Linked DNA regions of Gossypium hirsutum: region 2 is linked to region 1. A link is a contact called in public Hi-C data. All regions are on one chromosome and are shown on one strand. The core of a region is the stretch at or near the end of the contact, and the rest is flanking DNA. Distances in the headings are between cores, read along the strand shown.

Region 1 (5,569 bases), core at 1,835-4,334:
CTTTATGACAACCATCGACTTCTTCTTGCAGAAAATATATTAATGGGGGCATAAGCTGCAGTTCAAAGTGCCTTGATGCACCACAAAGCCCGCATTTCCCAGCATTATCCACCTCTGCTGTAGCCAGAAGAGGTTTCCCACCGAATGCATATCTGAGAACATAATGATCCGTAACAAACTTAACACTCTATTTGAGACATCAAGATATCAAAACTTAAATTTTTCTCCATTTTCCCCTTCTACTTGCAGAAAAGAATGATAATGTGTAACAGTGCCCAAATCAAATTACAAATGGAATTAGTGTAAACTTTGAGGTAATCTGGGTGATAACAAAGTGATTGCTTCCCAATTTTCTTTTGGTTACATTCTCCTTTCGTTTTGGTGACAGTAAGTCATAAAAGCAGATCAACTTGACCAGGGATTCCTTGAGAAGAAAAGAAAAGGTTAACTGCATTGCAAGACCTTTTCAGAAATATTGTATATGACCTTAAATTTCGAGTACATTCATTATTCTATTTTTTTATGAACTTTTAGAGCCATAACAAAGGCCTAGCAACAAAGAAACAATGAATATACAATAAGGAACAATATGCATCATTCTAGCTTTGCATTAATACTGGTGACAGTAAAGAAATGAGAGGTCGTCCATATATGCCAATTTATAAAAGGGTTTCCGGCATAGACATTCAACAAATAACCCTAAATTACCTAAAACATTGCTCTGGAGATGCATCCAATTGTTTTTTGAACTTGAGATAAGTCCTGTCAGCATTCAGAGCCTTATCATATTCATAATTTTCAGCTTCCCATGTTTCTTCTTGTCCATGATCATCAATATCACCCTCTTTCTCCTTGACTGAAAGTGACGAGTGATTTGAACACATAGAAGAAAAATCCTTTGATGATGGTTCCGCCTGACTATAAATGTAGAAGCATGACATCACTGCAATAAAGGTACAAAATGAATCCAGCAAAAGACTTTTAGCACGACAAAATTAGTATACAAACAACATGAAGAAAGAAATTTAGATGGCAATTTAAAGCAACTTTAAAAATCAAAATGCAACACCCCAGACCCATTGGTACAAGATACATATGAAACAGAAAGAATGAGACTGCACTGTTTGCAGCAGTGTAGAGAAGAACTTGGCTGTGATGTGATTATTAGCATCGACGACACTTAATTGTAGAACAGATTGTAGAGTTTAAGCTATCACATGCAATCATACATCACAATAAGGGCAACCTCACCTGGTGTATCAGTATCTACCCCTCTTGTTTGTGCAATTAAAGACAAAGAATGCTTCACAGCACCCTCAGAGTTCCAGTTGCTACTTGTCTTCTTGGGCTCAGAACTCAAGCTTGCCACTTCAGAAAATGCTTTACTCAAGTCCTCCAAATCCAAATCTTCATTATCCTCATCACTCAAATTCTCCCACCAGTTAGTTTTTGAAACAGAAACAGGAGATGAAGCTGAAGGAGCTTTATCCAGAGTAGCAGCAGAGGATGATTCCTTTGATTCATTTTCCACTTTCTGAATCCGAAGAGCTCGCCAACTACATAATCATATTTCATTAACTAAAGTATACATCTAAGTAGCCATTATTCTCATACTACAAGCAGTGGTGTGTGAAGGGCACAAGGTGCATTATAAGCACTAGTTACCTTTGCCTTAGGCGCAACGCACAAGGCAAAAAAAAGCACTAGCCTGAGAAAAGTAATGAGCAATATGTAAATGTGTGAATTTTTATATGTAATATAAAGCTTGAGATTTATAATAAACTCTGAAGTCTGGTCTAGTTTATCTACAAAACATGCATTTTTTTTGTTGGTCAATATACTTGATTTCCCTATGGTCAATGTCTATTGTTGAATACTCAAATATTAAGATGTATTAGAGTCTGGTACTATCCTCTTTTTACTAAGGCATATCTAACGAAAAAAAGTGAAAATTAAAAGAAATTAAGGATAACTTCAATTAGGCAGGCTTTTTTAAAGGCTATCGCCTTACAAAAGTAGGTGCCTACGTGCAGTAGGTGTGCACCTGATTAAATGGACTTCTCCTGAAAGGGCCTAAGGCGATTTTGCTGTCCAGTGCCAAGGCGCGCCGGCGCACCTAAGAACACGCCTTGACAACACTGACTAAAAGAGAACATAACACCTATGCAGTTAAAAGAATCATGTTTAAATGATAAACAAGGGTCAAACAAACAAATCAGAGAAACAACCTGAGAGGAGAGCTACCACAATTTGGTGTCACACAACCAAAAACAAGAAGTAGACGGTCTTCTATGTTCAAAGTTCCACTTGAAACTGGAGCATAAACCTTAACAGGAATTTAGCCAAATAATATAAATTATTGGATTCAAATGTTAAAAGTTTTGTCGGCAACAACAGGAAGAAAATGCATTAGAGTTAGAATAAGAAAAACCTGAGCAACAAGACAGAGTTTACTTCCACATTGTGTGCAGTGAATAAGTGTAGGGTTGAACTTCAAAGCCTCTATAGGAAGAGGCCAATCCTGTTAAAAGAACAAAGTTGAAGTTATAGAAAAACATAACCCAAAAAAGAAAAACTGTTGATGTCCTCTGCTAGGTTTAGCTGAGTAGACGTCTAAGGAAAAGGCAGAAGGCTAGTGAGGGAGCACAAAAGCTTTAAATATCCTCCGAACCCACTAATTTAAGGATCAAAATACGACCCAAAATCCGAACTACATTAACCCATGTGTTTGTAGATAGCCTTCTTCATGTTTTGCTTGAAAACCCACAAAGATTGATTTACTCAGCTGAAGGGCTTGACCTAGCAGAGGACATGAATACATATGAAGATGAAAAGAGGGAGAAGGAGAAATACAGGAAGTCCACCAATTTTGGTAGTGTAATGATCAGAGGGCTCACGGTTATCCTCAGCCCATGGCCCTGGCAAGCCTAGCACAACCCTACTCATCAAGCTTTCAAATAGGGATGTAAACCGATGCCTTTGGAAATAAAAAGGTTTCTCCACAACCAAGTAAACAGAGAGGGAGAGAGGGTACGGGATGGGAGTGAGTCGGGAAATGTTAGAAATATATAATTTTGGTTAAACTAAAAAAAATAGTGATTTATGTATTGTTTAAATTAGACTTATTGGGTAAGTTATTCCTCCACGCGCACGTCCAGATTTTAAAAAAAATTGGTAAAAAATATTAAACTCTAAAAATGGGTTAGAATAAAAAATTAAGTCAGTTTAAAATAAGAGTAAGATTCTGATTTGAACATTTAAGATTTAAATTAATTTGATCTATTTTTAAGTTTATAATATTTTATATTATGTTATTCATAATGCATTAAAAAAATAAATTTATACTAAATATATAATACTACTTTAATATAAATATTAAATAATGTTAAGATGACTATATAAAAAATTTTAATAAATAAAATAATATTAATATTAAAATAATATAATATAAATATTTTTAAAAAATATTTAAAATATAATATGGAAGGATCTAAAATGGGCTTGGGTTAGTCTTTTGCAAATATGAGCGGGTATGGGAAAAATTTTAGCAAAATTCTAGGCCCATATTTTGGGTTGGGCCAAGCTTAGGCAAGCATAAAGTATATTAATATCATGCTTAGACCCAACCCGAATCTGGCCCGATTTGGCCCATGAACATCTCTAGTTTAAACAAAGTTTTGGTCACCAAAATTTAATTTCAGTAACATTATCGACTTGTAACATTTAAATTATTGTGTTGTTATTTGACATTAAAGGTGTGATGGAAGTATCACATGACAAATAGTATCACTAAACGCCAACATGTTTTCCATGTGTAACACCCCATGCCCGACCTGTCCGTCGGATCCGGGTATGGAGCGTCACAAATGGACCTATGCTTAATAATTGCTAGCTTAACTACTATATAACAGTCTAAATTAAAATTTAAAAATTTAAAAATAATAATTCTTATGACTAATGCCTTAAGCCACCAAATGCTTAGTCTCTTAGATTCCTATCTCTAATATGATTTTTTTATTTACAATGGCCCTTCTACAAATCTTAAACCTTAACTAAGGACTATCTGTCCTAAAATCCAGATTCTAATTGTGCTATCGGGCTTTGTCGTTAATGATCCTGTAGTAAAGCCGCCAATTATGTCCTTTCCCTGTGTGCATGACTCGATCCAACAATGATTCTTGATCTTCACTTTACTTGGTTTCGTTTCTTCTTTGAGTCCTCGATCATCCTCACAAGTCCTGCTAAAATTAGTTAACTTCGTAAGTTCGATTGAACTTAGTGAATTCCTATACCGATCATGATTAAACCTATCACAATTGTAAAATAAATTAAATATAAATTTACTCCCTGTTCACTTAAGACAAGTTTGCTTTGTTAGGGTGGCGGACTCCACCCAATTGTTCGAGCTACTTGGCTTGCCATGAAACCTTCCTCTAGTCGAATTCTCCGCTCGACTGTATCCCTGACACTTCGCCATCTCGACGAATTCATTCCTTACTTCTCATATTTCTTTCCTTACTCTTTCCCCCTTATACGAGTGCTCACCGATCTTAAATTAACCTGGTTGTTCGTCGGTTTCTTATTATGAACCCTTTTGGTATCCTTTTCAACTATCCGTCCAAGGATTCTTAGGACATTCCTTCCTTAGTGGACTTGTTCATACCAATCCTTAGTGGCTTTCTATGGTCTGGCTAGTCCTTGGCAAACACTTTCTTTCCATACCTAGTCTAGAAAGACTCATCAACTCTTTCATATGGTGCTAACCTTCAGCACGACTCACCACTTTGGCGAACCCATCCTTATTCCACCTTATTGTTTGGAGAAGGGGGATTACTTCCAGTAATCTACCTCTCATACCAGTCCTTTCTTGGGTATATTTCTACCCCATAAGTGAATGGCAGTCCAACTTGCGAAACTAACAGGTTATTGCCCCTGCAACTATATGAGCTTGTCATCTCACTTCTCCTATACCTCTTTATTGCACTCTTCTTAGTAGCTCATGATTGCGGATCATATCTTGTGATCCTTGGATAATCTCATGTCTTACATTTCCATAACAAGGTCAACTCTCGCCTAGCCTATCTTCTTTAAATTCTCGTTGGGTCTTCGCCCATACCTTATTCCAAATTTGGCTTTCACCTTTATCCCTACCGCATTCAACATTTTGGCGGATACCTTATGATTTGCTTGTCATACTCATGCTTTCCTTAAACTTTTCTTCCACCTTTGTGGTTTTCCCATACTTGGCACTCTGGCCATTTACCCTTCGCTTGAAGTTTTGGCAGATTTACCGTGTCTGTTTTCTGGCAGACTCTATGGGTTGTCATAGCTGAGCTATGGTCTTATACCCTTCTTATCTTTTTTCTCATGTTTCTGCAAACAGAGCCAGTGTTTATTGTCCCGATGGACTTTATTTGTTTTGTGTTTACTGTCCCAGCGGACTTACTTTGTTTCGTGTTTACTGTCCCAATGGACTTGCTTTGTGGATGCCATGGAGTCATATATCTATGGTCTTAAACCGATCCGTCGTCCCGACGTACTATCTTGTGATGTCATAAAGTTTTTAATC
Region 2 (5,569 bases), core at 1,969-4,468, 190 kb after region 1:
TGAATCATCCCCGGGCTTCGGGAATGTGTCTTGTAACCAGCCCATCTCGATCCGACCTCTGTAAATATTATCCAAAATTGCACCCAAAAGATCATAGCATATGGCTCCCCAATCAGCAAATTGAATGGACCCGATGAGTATGAACCCATCCACCGGCAATCCTAATTGTAACTGTACGTCCTCCAAAGTGATGATACACTCCCTGCATGGAAGATGAAATGTGCGCGTCTCGGGTCTCCACCTCTCTATGAACGGGATGAAGAGTTTCAATCCAACTTGCACTCTCGGCCTGTATTAGCTACGTGCCAAAAACCCACTTCCCTCAAGTAATTTTCTATCAACGGTAATAGAGGACCAGACATATTACGAATATAACATTGTAACACCCGATCTACAGACTGTTATAAAAAATTATAAAATAAAAATTAATTAAAATTACATAAATGAAAAAAAATTAAATAATATTCAAAAATTGAAATTAGCCCTTACCATTTTCATTTGTTCGACGGAGATATGTTTATGATCGAGACAAATTAATTCCTCGGTCATTGCTAACACGATCAAATATCTTAGAAATTATAAAAAAATAGAATACTAATTTAGAAAAAATTAAAGGAAATAGTTAATTAAAGAGAGTTTTGAGAAATTTAGGGAGAAATTTGAGAGTTTTTTTGAAAATTTTGGAAGAAATGTTTGTGTAAAAAAATAGGAGGGTTTTATTTTTTTTATTTTTATCGTTGGACCCCTAACGATTAAAATTTTAAATGACCGTTTGGGTGACCATTGGGGGTAAAAAACACAGGCTAAAACGCGTCTATAAGGGAGTGCTTTTGTCATGTCAGCAAAGCGTATCCACGTCAACGCGTTTTTCGCTAACATGGGAAACGTGCTCCCTCAAGGACGTGTTTTGCTGGAATTTTTCCTTAAAACGCTCCTACGTGGATATGTTTTTATATTTTTAGCCTGTTCCTATAAATAATAAATAAACTGGTTCATTTCTATAAATAAAATAGGAAAAGTCCTTTCTTAGTAAAATGGTCATAACTTTTTTATTTTAATTGTTATTTAACGTAAAAAAAAACATAGAAACATTTTATTTATCTAATATTGATTAAAATAAATTGTATTATTTATTTGTAGATTTCTGACCACTAGGGGTGAGAAAAACTCGATTCGACTCGAAAAAATCGAAAAAAAATTTAAATTTCGAGTTAAACGAATCGAGTTATTCGAGTTATTCGAATCAACTCGAATTTTTTTTTCAAATTTCGAGTTCGAATCGAGTTGAGTTTTCGAATTCGAATAACTCAAATAATTCGAATATCAAACTATAATATTTTACATTTTTACCCCAAACTCCCAAACCTTTTTACTTTTCCCTCAAAACTTTTACTCCTTCCCACTTCCCCCCCCAAAAGTTTTACTCCCTTCCCCTCCCAACCGCCAATCTACCCAAAATCCATTTCCCACCAAAATTTTACTCTCCCATTTACTTTTTCTCAAAATTTTACTCCCAAAAACCCTCAAAACCTTTTATTTTCCCCCAAAATTTTTACTCTCTCCCACTTTTCCCCTAAAACTTTTATTCCCTTTCCATCCCACCTCTCATCTACCTAGGTGTGTTCATTCGGGTAACCGACCGGTTAACCGACCCGAAATAACATTAACCGAATTAACCGTTCAAAATCTTTAACCGTTAACCGAACCAAAATTTTTTTCAAAAACATTAACCGAACCGAAATTTTTTCGGTTAATTCGGCTGGTTAACCGAATTAATCGAAAATTATATGTTTTTTTTTATTTTTGGTTAAAAATTAACCAAACTAACCGAATTAACGGAATTACCCGAATTACCCGAATTAACCGAATTAACCAAATTGAATCACTACATAATTAAATTATTTTTAGACTTTTAGACTTTAGTTTTAGTCTTATTTTTATAATTTTATTTTTATTTATTAAATTATTTGTAATTTTTATAATTGGGTTGGGTTGGATAATTGGGTTGGGTTGAATACTTGGGTTTAGATTGGGTTTAGGTGAATAGTGGGCCTATTTATATATTATAATTTTATTTATTAATTTTTTCGATTAAACCGAAAAAATTCGGTTAACCGACCGGTTTCAAACCGAATTAACCGTTAACCGAAAAATCAAAAAATAATTAACCGACCCCCGACAGAAAAAATTCGGTTAACCGACCGATTAACCTAATTCGGTCGGTTAACCGAATTTTTTCGATTTTACCCGAATTTTGCACACCCCTACATCTACCCCAAACCCTCCCCCCTCCAAATTTTTTTTTAATATTTTTCCTCCAAAATTTTAGTCCCCTATTTATTTTCCCTCAAACTTTTATTCCCCAAAACTTTTTATTTTCCCTCTAAACTTTTACTTCTCACTCTTTACTCTCAAATAAAAAATCAAAATTATCCAAAAAAAAACACTAAACATAAATAGTAATAATTTTATTTATATCTACTATTTATATTATTAAATTAAATTTCACATTTTATATTATTTATTTTATTGAATTGTTTAGTCATATTGAATATCTATATTAAAATTGAATTATTAATTATGTGATAAAATATTCTTGTTAAAATTTTATATTTGTATCAATTTCATATTTTTTTTAAAATAACTTTTATTAAAAAATCATATTTTTACATTTAATATATTTTTTAATTCCAAAATACATAGTGACAAGAATCTAAAGATAATTGAAACAACTAAGCAAGCAAAGAAGCTAACCAGTATATAAAAAATTAATAAATGAATTACGAGGTGATGAAAGTTAATAAAAAAATTATTAAGGTGGACAAATTTTATTACGATGGGTGACAGTAGTTACAAGGACCCAAAATTATTTTTTAAAATTTAACTCGAACAAATATATTCGATTCGATTCGATTCGAATGCCCATCTCACTTGACTCGATTCGAGAAAACTTCAAATAAAGTTAGAATGATAAAATGAGATTCGAAAACTCAATTAATTTAAAAATTTTCAATTCGACTCGATTCGATCGAATGCTTACCCTTACTGACCACAAGGTTTATAGTGGTGATAAATAGTAAATAAAAAGAGTAATTTATGAAACTAAAACGTGGCAGCAGTAGAGTGAATAACAACTACCCCAAGAATGAGCCCACGAAAGCAACCCCTCACCTCACCTTCCTCTGAATGCTTGCTACCAACCCCTCCTTGCCGGGGGGAATTGGTTGGTGGGAATGCCCTTGCTTCCACGTCATCATTGCTGCACTGTTTAAATATAATAAGAGGTATATATAAAATTTGTATACAGTTTCCATACTCCAGTCGCCGCTTTAAAATGCATCCCTGCCAGAAAAAGCAAACTGCATTTCTAAAAATATTACAGTAATAGATTATAAACGAGCCTTCTCTTCTTTAATACAAAGTCAGAGAGCAATAGCCCTTCACGAATTTCATTTTATCTTTATTAATTAATCGAGGTAAGTTCATAAGTTTTGCTTGAAATTTCTGTTGTTAAAGTTAATTAGCTTTATTATTAACTAATTTCTGCATAAATTTCTCTTGAATTAATTAGTAAAAGAAAAACTGAGAATTTTTATTTTTGAAAATTTTATTGAATCCGGGGCGGTTGGAAGCTGAAAATGGAGGCAGGAGTTGCATGCAAGTTGAATTATCCGACATGGATTAGGTTTGGGAGAAAATCGACTGGTTCTTTGCGGTTCGATCGGATAGCGAAGCAAGAACACAAGACCCGGGTGGTTGTTTCGGCCCACTTTCCGGTTCAGACATCTTCCAATCGACATAGATCAGTCTCTTTGGAGGTTTCCTGCTCTTCCTATACGAACTTTTCAGGTGAAACAAAATTGATATGCCAATTTTATGACTGTTGTAATTTCGTTTATCATATTTGTACAATTGATTCATTTATTAAAGTCCTCTCTCTTTCTAAATCTTTTTCATGATATGTTGAATTTCGAAAATTTAAGGTAAAATTGGAATAAAAGGATAGCAACGTTTTAAAGGAAAATAGGCAGGAAAGAAACTTTGGCAACTTTTGCACATGACACTATAAATTTACTATTGACCTGATAGTAAATTCCATTGTTTTTTAATGTGCGGATATGACGCAGGGTTTTGTTAAATTTCCTAATATAACCATTTGTAATACTTGGAGCGTAGATTAGAAATCATTTTGTCTCTGCCTTCTGTCAAATGCCAGTCTCCTTTCATGTTCTCACTTTTCTGCTAAGTTGTACCATTTAATCTTGGTTGAATTTCATGTTGTTTTACCATAGGATGAAACTAGCATGTTTTGTTCATGTTGAGATTCTCCAAAGTGAGAGCAATACAACTCAGACCCTAGGTGGCTAAATTGTTCTTGAGAATTTTAAATTTTATCACACATATGATTGATCCCCATGATGTTATGTGTTAAAATGTTATTTCGCAGCTTCAACAATGGAAACTGGCAGCATTCATGCACCTTATGATGAAGCTTTAATGTTAAAGGTATGATAAAATTCCCTGTAATTATTTTAATCTTTGGTTTATAAAGTATGATATGGTGATTAGATACCTCCTTTTTTTTTAATCTCTTCCATTTAGTGTTTTGGCATCTATTTCCAGTGATATTTTAGTTTTTAGTTAAGGCCTCAAACACTGGAAAGAGAAGCTAACTTGTGCTGCATCTGAGATTTGTTCTGCTGCTGTATCTTACATTATGTGAATAAAATTTGCAGAATAAGTCACTAGAGGTTGAGCCATATTTAAATGGGCACAGTATATATCTTGTTGGTCAGTTTCTTTTCTCCAAGTTTTCTAAGTTTGTGCTGTCAAAGATTTACTTTCTTTGGTATCTAAACTTTATCAACATGAATCTGCAGGATTGATGGGCTCTGGAAAAACTACAGTGGGCAAAATTCTCTCCCATGTACTCGGTTATTCATTTTGTGACAGGTTTGTACTGTGAATTGTTTGTTAGTAGTGAGTCCTATAGTTGTAATCTTCTGATGTTCTAATGGCAAAATTGGTGTGGTTTAAGGGGGGAAACCAGCAGTGAATCAATAGAAAGAATTTGGTCTGAACAAAAAAGAAGAAAGAAGTTGGAACTCTAAAAAGCTTGGGGTTTAAAAAGAACCTCTTGTTTCTTTATACTATTTCATAGAAAAATAATAAGAATAATGATGATGGCTGTAAAAGCTACAACTTATTTATATAGGCATTCTTTCTTGCAAGTGAAGTTACTAGGCTTTTTTGCAAATAAAGTTTTATTCCTAGCCTTAGGTTTAAACCCTAAAGATAACTAATAACCCTATCCATATATAATATATCTAATATATAAAATAAAGGTTATAACATAAAACTGAAATAATAAAATATTATAATATAAATAAATGCTCCTATGTCATTTTCATTCTCCATTAAGATACTGGAAAGAAGAAAATTAACATGCAGAAGCTATGGAAACATTCTTCATGAGTTTCCTAGTTCTTTGTGGCATATTGTCCTCTATGGTTTGTAGGGTGGAATTAGTGGTCTTGGTCACAAGAGCTAATGATGGGTTGAGATCATG

What was found. A called contact is a pair of places that touch in the nucleus more often than the background predicts.
Region 2: a Hi-C map of leaf shows a contact between it and region 1, with 2.5 times the contacts expected there. The contact joins the promoter of LOC107948413 here to the promoter of LOC107948411 in region 1. A contact is called at or near these places in 16 of 34 Hi-C or Micro-C datasets (callus, fibers, hypocotyl and 3 more).

The regions. Positions count from the first base shown.
Region 1 is chrD11:42,063,219-42,068,787 of Gossypium_hirsutum_v2.1, forward strand. LOC107948411 (programmed cell death protein 2-like) reads right to left here and starts at 3,085. Exons shown (of 7, transcript XM_016882949.2): 1 at 2,854-3,085; 2 at 2,432-2,521; 3 at 2,229-2,326; 4 at 1,252-1,556; 5 at 709-943; 6 at 1-152. The coding sequence starts at 2,946.
Region 2 is chrD11:42,253,287-42,258,855 of Gossypium_hirsutum_v2.1, forward strand. LOC107948413 (shikimate kinase 1, chloroplastic) reads left to right here and starts at 3,219. Exons shown (of 11, transcript XM_016882952.2): 1 at 3,219-3,476; 2 at 3,633-3,849; 3 at 4,448-4,506; 4 at 4,737-4,791; 5 at 4,881-4,953. The coding sequence starts at 3,639.